Regions from separate parts of the Zea mays genome. Here all the other regions are linked to region 2. Evidence: chromatin contacts called from public Hi-C and HiChIP or PLAC-seq data. All regions are on one chromosome and are shown on one strand. Each heading gives the region's core, a stretch centred on a gene start, on an enhancer-like site or on the middle of the called end of the contact. The rest is flanking DNA. Distances are from core to core; before and after follow the strand shown. Region 1 holds the start of LOC100275503. Region 2 holds the start of LOC542087 (nucleosome/chromatin assembly factor group C). Region 3 holds the start of LOC107521945 (RNA-binding KH domain-containing protein).

Region 1 (2,740 bases), core at 78-2,577, 310 kb before region 2:
AGATATATGGCTATAGCTTTCACGGCAGGACATGTATAAAATTGATCTCTAGGATTCTGGATTCACTTTGGAGCGACTAGCTAGAAAGAGTAGCATGTTTGTTTTCCTAGCTCTAGTTGTCTTTGCCGCATTCAAAACTCTTCAGTTTGGAGTTACATATAGATAAAGGCAATCATCCGTAACCTATCATCTACTGCCTAATGGAATTTTTTTTTATTTCTCACACTATTTCCCCCTCAAGTTGAGATGTCCTATTGGCAAGTTGCACATTCTTATAATTAAACCCACCCAGTGGTAAACATTAAAACTCCAAGTTGTATCGCCCTAAAATCTAAACTGGCAGTCTGCAATTCACCTCCCCGAAGCCCTAGTTCCATTTCCTTAGTGATCACCTACTCACCTATTGCTAAGCCCCAGAAGCAAAGGGGAATCAATCAGCGCCAACAAACCTTACGAATCAAATGGTGGCCTGGAGAGCACATAGGACTACGTGAGCTGCTACATACTAGAGCAAGATCATGTGAAACCAACATCCAGGGCAGAATTCATGGATAGATTTCAAATGGAACAGCTGTAAGCAGGTGCAAAACCAAACGCGAGCCAGATTCTAGTTTTTAGCTGAGAGTTGTTTCGCAGTTAGCTAGATATTATAATTCTCTCTTGTGAAATGTGAACCAGTTAGCCGCTAGAGCAGAGTAATAACTAGTAGAATTACCAATGGTACACACAAAGAAGAGAACAGAAGAAAAGGACAGTTAATAATTTTAATACACACCTCAAGCGGCATGAGTGCTCTCGGAATCACTCTGCAAACGGATCAAACAGAGAGGCCACACGTTAGACAGATTGCAGAGTTCGAACAGAAGCAGAATTCTCCAGGATGCGCAAGGTAAGTGGGTACCCGAGGACACTGCAGCCGCCACCAAGGACCGTCTGCGCGATCAGGCCCATGAGCCCGACGCTCCCGCCGCCGTAGACCAAATCGATCCCCTTCGCCACCTGCAGAGGCGAGAACCCGCAGAATCCCGTCCGGCCACGGAGCGTCAGGCGTGATCGAGCGATCGAGCCAAATCAGAAACTTTGGAAGCGGCCGCGGGCGCAGCCTTGCCATGGGCGGCGCATTACCAGCTCTTTGCCGAGGTCGAGCGCTGCGTCCCCGTAGACGGCGCGATTGCCGGGGTTGCTGCCGCAGAAGACGCAGATCCTGCCGAACCTGCTCGGCTCCGGCGCGCCCGCCGCGGAATCGCCCATGACGGGAGTGGCGGCGGGACGGAAGGAGGCTAGGAGAGGTGTTGGGCTTTGGGAGCTTCAAATGAAGGCGGCATCTGAGCTTCTGTCCTCACGCGATCGTGCTGTTAAATAATCGCGTAATCAGTTTGCCGGTCAACTCTAGTGGCCCCAGATGGCATCACGGGAGCCCATATGTCAGGGTGCGTTTCTTGCAGATTGGCCCCGCAATCTGTATCCTCCTCTCATAATTGAGTCCTTCCAACTTTTGTGTGACGTGATGGTGGCATTGGCGACGCGTGAAAACATTCGAAGGGAAATTCTTACGTCCATTTAGCGACTAGTACTAATTCTTTGTAGTTAACCGTTGTGCAGTTGGCTACTGTCATCAAGCAGAAGATTTCATAGTTCCTTTTTGTGGGATGAGAATTAAGTGCCAACTATGATACGTAATCTCCGTTCTAAATTAATATTTATTTTAGTTCTTAATTTTTGTGTCTATATTCGATTGAAAGATGAAAAACCTAGACATGAGCAAAAACTGATCCGATGCAGTTCTTCATCACCAAAAACTGCCTGCCTGCAGGCTGCAGCTGCATCGAAGCTACCGCTGACCGCAACGACTCTCTGTGCGTGTGTTTCTCGGCCTCTTCTGGCCCCGACACCGGCAGCTTATCCAAATAGTGAAACGTGGCCCGCTGTACAAGATCTAGCAAACATTCCATCCAACCACGCCATCGTACACGCTGTGGTTGGTTGATGTTGGCGGGACAGGTCTGGGGCGACGACACCGTACGTGCTGGGCGGTCGCCGCCTCGCCGGCCGACGCAAACTCCACCGGCATCGGGGAAAGCTCGGCGAACCTTCCAAATCCGAGTACTTTTGCGGGATCTAAGTCCAGGTGGTAGATGCCCTCTGTCTCCAAACTCGATGGACAGGCGCCATTACAGTATTAACCATGGGAGATCCTCGAGGATTCTGCGAGTGGATCTGCAGACATGTGTCGCCGTCTACCGACACCCAGATAAACTTGGGGGTGGATGAAAGGAGTATCAGATTAAATGGGTTCTCTTGATTAGTGATTGCAACCACTATGCGAAATCTCCTTCTCCTTCCTTGATTTCTTACCGTATTCTATGGCATCGAGCAGATTGGGTCCTCTAGCTGTGCTTTTATAAACTCTGGCACGCATCATGCTTTCTGAAGCATAAATTTCCCCCACCAGACTGTTGGAGTTAAACAAGCCAACGATTTTCATCAAAGCAACTGCTCCTTCGATTACACGACGTTCTTGCTTTTTTTACATGCATTGATTTTATAAGTATGTATATCTACTAGACGCAATGCAAACAAATTCTACCTAAATATATAAATACTAAAGTATCTTATAATTTACAATAGAGTAAAGAACTAAATTAATCGCTCCCAATTTCTTAACTTTGATCACAATATGGTTGCACAAGTTTTGGACGAGAAATACATAACGTGCATTTTCCAAAATATACATGTTTTC
Region 2 (2,772 bases), core at 180-2,679:
GGCAAACAAAAAGAGTGAGGCGGAGTGGGGAAAGTGAGGGGAGGAGAGGAAAAGATATATTATTTATTTTAGATATTTTGTTAACAGGTTTACTAATAGGTCTATATGGTTTTCTATTTTTTAATATGTTAAACTAAATTAAATTTAGATATCTTATATAGCAAATTACTCACCAGAACATGTAGTTTTTATCATATTTTATATTTTTTAAATTTCTAGTGAATTTCAAAAATATACAAATGGTAAACTGGCACCATTCACCAGCAGTTTCTGTAAACCGGACAATTTACCGTCGATTTTTGTAAATCTTGCCTGTATGGTACAATGGTAGAGGCTGTTTATCCCGTGCTCATGGAGGAGGGCTCGATCTCCGGCCAATGCCGTGAGAGGCAGCGCGTGCAAGAATCCCTACAGAAGATAAGGCAGAATATAAGACGTACAAAAACTTATACTTAAATAAATTAGAGATGAAGAGATATATTCGATTTGTTTGCTAACACGGAGAATTCGAGCTAATTAAGCTCATAACCAACGATCAAGTCTCGTGCATGATGAGATGCAGACAACTCGAGCCGCCTTGACAGGTTGACTAGGGACGCCAAATTCGTCTGTATCATACATTTTCTAGGACGTACAGTATAATCTATTTGCGATAGTAAAACCATATAAGCAACCGAGAGCAACTCGGAGACGCACCAACGTCCCAAATTTCACAACGTAATACCTCTTGATTGAGGAAGCACACTAGGGCTAGGGCTATTGAATAGAGCATAAAATTAAGTATTTTTATAGAAAAAACTGTTGAAAACTTTGGATCATCAGATCCGCTCTATTCCATATGACAGTAGTAGAGGCCTAAGAAGTCATAAAAGACAGTTCTCTTCCTAGCAAACCAAAGGAACACACGAGACACATGGTATATGTTGGGCCTCTAACCTTTTTCTCTTCTCTATCCATACGATTAAATACATGTTATATATATAGAGACGTGATACCCCTCAGGGGTATATTTTATATTTGTACATATAACCTTCATTAGGGTTTCTAAAAAACAATTGAATTTGAAGGAATAGAAATAATGAGAGGACTGGGAAAAAAGGGGTGGGGGTGGCTGGGCAGAGAGCAAAAGCCAACTTCTTTACAGGCTATATTAGGATGTCGGTGGTCCAGCCCAACTTACAGAAGCCCATAAAATAGTCATAGCTTCTGTAACTACCGGCCCAGGAAGCCATCCGCTCCTCTTCGAACAATGGATCTACTTCTTTACAGGCTATATTAGAATGTCGGTGGTCCAGCCCAACTTACAGAAGCCCATAAAATAGTCATAGCCTCTGTAATTACCGGCCCAGGAAGCCATCCGCTCCCTCTCGAACATTGGATCCTATGCTCTCCTCTCCCTGCTCGCAGTCAGGGCACAGGGACTGCCTCCGGAGACCGGAGCAGGCCGCAAGCGTCCAGGTTCGAGACGCCAGCACGCTCTCGCAGTACAGCAGCATTATCAGGGAGCGTGCCGTGGGAGTGGGAGGTTGCCTCAGGTGCGGAGCAGTCGCCGGCGGCGACCATCGGTGTCTGAGATGAAGGAGAGAGGCGGCTCCAGGGCGGCAGTGGACGAGCGCTACGCGCAGTGGAAGTCGCTCATCCCCGTTCTCTACGACTGGTTTGCCAACCACAACCTCGTTTGGCCATCCCTCTCCTGCCGGTAACTTCCTCTGCGCACCGCACCCCCTATTACTTCCGGCTCGCCCTTTCGTTTGTTTCGTTCCCGTAGCCACCATTTCCCTGAAGATTCCTGCTGGACTAGGGTTTTGATGAGTGAAATGGAGTAGTGCGTCGTTCGTGTCTAGGGTTTTGATCCGGGGTTGTAATCGAGGTGACTCTAGATCTGCACCATTGCTAGTGCGTTGGTGGGAATGGCGTCGGAAGGGGCTGGGATGATGGGCCTGTATGGTGGATTAGCGTTTTGTGATGCTAGGGTTTATGAGCGGGTGGGTTTTGGCGGGTGTCACTGTTTGATAGTTTGAGGGGTTACAAGCTTTGTCTCCATGTTATGAACTTATTATTGCTCCCGCTACTTGTTCAATCTGAATAAAATCCCTGAAAATTCCTATTGCACCAAATTCTTTCCAAACAAATCCTATGGTTTGATGGTTAGTGGGTTAGTACACGTCCTTATTTTTTGCCTTCATATGATTACTTTACTACTCCCTTCGTTCCAAATTATAAGATGTTTTGCCTATTTTAGACACATTCCTTTACTATGTCTTTAGACATCGACACATCGTGTATATCTAATTGCATAGAAAAAGCTATTTAGGGGGTGTTTGGTTTCTAGGGACTAATTTTTAGTCCCTCCATTTTAGTCCCTAAATTACAAAATACAGAAACTAAAACTCTATTTTAGTTTCTGTATTTAGCAATTTATAGACTAAAATGGAATAAAATAGAAGGACTAAAAATTAGTCCCTAAAAACCAAACACCCCCTTATTAAAAAAATCCAAAACGTTTTATAATTTGGAATGGAGGGAATGTTGATTAGAGTGGGAACATGATTTTGGTCATGCACCTTATGTGCATGAGTGCATCAGAGCTGTGTTTGTGCAGCATTCTGTTATCTCACCAGATAATTCGAAACTAATGATAAATATTTGCACATTAACTGCTTTCTGTAAGATGCTTGCCCCCTCCATGTGACTCTGCAACTTATGATACTGATATCTGGTTATTTGGTAACAGGTGGGGGCCACAGTTTGAGAAAGCTACCTACAAGAATC
Region 3 (2,700 bases), core at 19-2,518, 390 kb after region 2:
CTCTGCTGTTTCATATGTAACCATGAATTTATTTCATCTGTTCTGTCATATTATAATATGTTACATCTGTTTGTTTTAATTTTACAGCCATGTTGTTTATGTTGCTATCTGTTTATTTTCAGTTATTCCGTAATAATACATGTACCATGTTTATATACTTATTATTTTTATATGATTCATATGCTTTATATTCTCATGATCCATATTGTTATAGATATATTTGATATCATGATTTCTATGATTAATCATCTTTTATATGTCATCACAATAATGTTAATTTATGGAATTAAAATGATATGGAAAATACCTATAATTCTAACAATTTGATATGTTACCTCTACACATACCTATCATGACTTGGAAGATTGAGATTGAGCACGGAATGTGAATAATGTTGTGAGGTATAATTTTGGGTCAATGGTTTTTTTTTATCACTCCTGGGCTTATTATACAAAATGATAGAGAAAACGATTTTTTACCATCAAATCATAGCCGTCTTGGACATGCGTATCATGAACGCGTATATCGCCGAACTCACCTTTAACGCACAGACATCAACTAGGTTTCTGGTACGCGCCTTCATTCCCATTTGGGGCCCGTTCGCTTCCACAGGAATAAACATGGATTCGTTCCAGCTCTTCGAACAGGGCCTGGGGGTTGTTCGATTTAGGTAGAGTGAGGAGAATTAGTGGGAATTAAGGGGTCTTCGAACCTTACCAAAACTTGTACTCAGCTGTCCAAGCAGGTCATGATGGCGAGCGGAGTCTTGAGGAGCCCCCGTTTTAAGCGACACGTCCTTTCGCCTCCAAGCATTCGTCAGTTCTCTAACCGAGACCTTGTCTTCAATACGAGTTGAAGTACTCTTCGCCTCTTGTATATGTAATAGAATCTGTTCAATTTATATTAAATTGGACTGAACGAGGGGACAGACGACCTTCGTATAACAGAGGCATTTTAGTCTCTTCGAATTTGTAGAAAACAATGAAATTGAAGTTTCAAACAGGTCAAATCTAAAAAAATCAAAGAACACACCGTTATTTGCGTCGTTTTGACGAATGCAATATTAACCACGTTATTTTATCAAAGCAATTTATTTCAACTCATAACTAATCAAAAATCTCCATGACAGATCCTTGTCCATACGCTGGGCTGTGGGGTGCCTGTCCGATTCACCATCGGGCTTCGCAGTGGCGGCCTCATCGTAAAAGCGCCGCCAAAGCCCACCAAGCCCAAAACATAATGATGCGCACGCAGCGCAGCGCAGCGCACTCGAAAACCCCAAACCCAAAGGCATCTCCCAGTCGGAGTCGCCCCATGGCCCCACCCACCTATTCTCCCTGCCGGCGGCAGCCTTAACCCTAATCTCATCGCCTCCTCTTCCTTCTCCAGTTCCTCGAAGGCCCAGCAGACAACAGCCCCTCTTTCTTCTCAGCCATGTCGGAGGACGAAGCGAACGCTGCTGCTGCGCCGGCAGAGGGAAAGAACTGGCGGCGGAAGGGGAAGCACGACAAGCCCAAGCCGTGGGACGAGGACCCCAACATCGACCGCTGGAAGATCGACAAGTTCGACCCTGCCTGGAACGAGGGCGGCATGCTCGAAGTCAGCTCCTTCTCCACCCTCTTTCCCCAGTACCGAGGCAAGCATCTTTTCCTGAGCTCGTCCTGCCTGCCGTGACTTTGGCGATGGAACGCATGCGATTTGACTTTATTCGAGCCGAATTCGTGATGCATTACTTGTTGGTTTGAGTGCAGAGAAGTACCTACAGGAGGCGTGGCCGGTCGTGAAGGGCGCATTGAAGGAGTACGGGATCTCGTGCGAGCTCAATTTGGTACTTGATGAGTGATTAACCTTTTCTTATTGCTATTGACTGGCGATATTGTTATGTGGTAAACAAATGCTCTGAAGCCTCTCTCTCGGTGTGTGTAGGTGGAGGGATCCATGACTGTGTCGACGACCAGAAAGACAAGGGATCCCTTCGCTATTATCAAGGCCAGGGAACTAATTAAGCTTTTGTCCAGGAGCGTCCCTGCACCTCAGGTATTACGTATGACCCTTTGTGTATTCAGGTATCAAGGTACTGCGTGGATCATGTTTTTGCACTTTGAGGTGGCGGCTTCGCGTTCCGAGTGGATTGAGATTTAGTCTACAGTTTGTCGAGGGCTTACTAGTGCTTATTTTTGCAGGCAATCAAAATTCTTGATGATGAGATGAACTGCGATATTATTAAGATTGGTGGTCTTGTGAGAAATAAGGTAAGGACACCTTTTCATTGCTCAAGTTTGATTTCAGATCTCTTTTGAAGATTAGACTTGTCATGAGGTGCTTCTCTCTGTGCTATGATATATTCTTTTGTGCAAAGACCATTCTTGTAATTTGTATAGTCCGATAGGTAAAATAACGGACCTGAAAAAGTTTTAGGCCATTATTTGTTATTTTCCAAGGCGCTGTTCAAATTTGAAATGTTATTTTTGTCATTTCATTTTGTAATGATAGTACTAAGTTGGTAATATTTTGATTAATTTTTTCTCCTGACTGCTGAGATGTTTGGTTATGCTATATAGTTCTATATTTTCTCTGTTTCCTAGGCCCAGGGTTTTTTATCCCACACTCAGCTGGATTTTGTAGTTCTAGGTAAACATATAGTCACAAACCTTTCTGTAATATATAGTTATCTGTACGATACTCCGTTGGCTGTTGCCT

The links. Hi-C and Micro-C count contacts between places; a contact is called where the count stands out from the background. HiChIP or PLAC-seq counts read pairs in DNA pulled down with a chosen protein or histone mark.
Region 1: a contact with region 2 is called in a Hi-C map of leaf mesophyll, with 6 times the contacts expected there. The contact joins the promoter of LOC100275503 here to the promoter of LOC542087 in region 2. A contact is called at or near these places in 3 of 25 Hi-C or Micro-C datasets (ear, endosperm and leaf mesophyll).
Region 3: an H3K4me3 HiChIP or PLAC-seq map of leaf shows a contact between it and region 2, with 4 times the contacts expected there. The contact joins the promoter of LOC107521945 here to the promoter of LOC542087 in region 2. A contact is called at or near these places in 1 of 25 Hi-C or Micro-C datasets (ear) and 1 of 3 datasets of contacts at active chromatin or transcription factors (leaf).

What each region holds. Positions count from the first base shown.
Region 1 is chr3:209,590,806-209,593,545 of Zm-B73-REFERENCE-NAM-5.0, reverse strand. It overlaps LOC100275503, which reads right to left and starts at 1,327. Exons shown (of 7, transcript NM_001155093.2): 1 at 1,126-1,327; 2 at 902-999; 3 at 776-806. The coding sequence starts at 1,251.
Region 2 is chr3:209,285,210-209,287,981 of Zm-B73-REFERENCE-NAM-5.0, reverse strand. It overlaps LOC542087 (nucleosome/chromatin assembly factor group C), which reads left to right and starts at 1,429. Exons shown (of 15, transcript NM_001111721.2): 1 at 1,429-1,699; 2 at 2,735-2,772. The coding sequence starts at 1,575.
Region 3 is chr3:208,897,010-208,899,709 of Zm-B73-REFERENCE-NAM-5.0, reverse strand. It overlaps LOC107521945 (RNA-binding KH domain-containing protein), which reads left to right and starts at 1,268. Exons shown (of 12, transcript NM_001321684.1): 1 at 1,268-1,636; 2 at 1,752-1,828; 3 at 1,927-2,037; 4 at 2,184-2,252. The coding sequence starts at 1,435.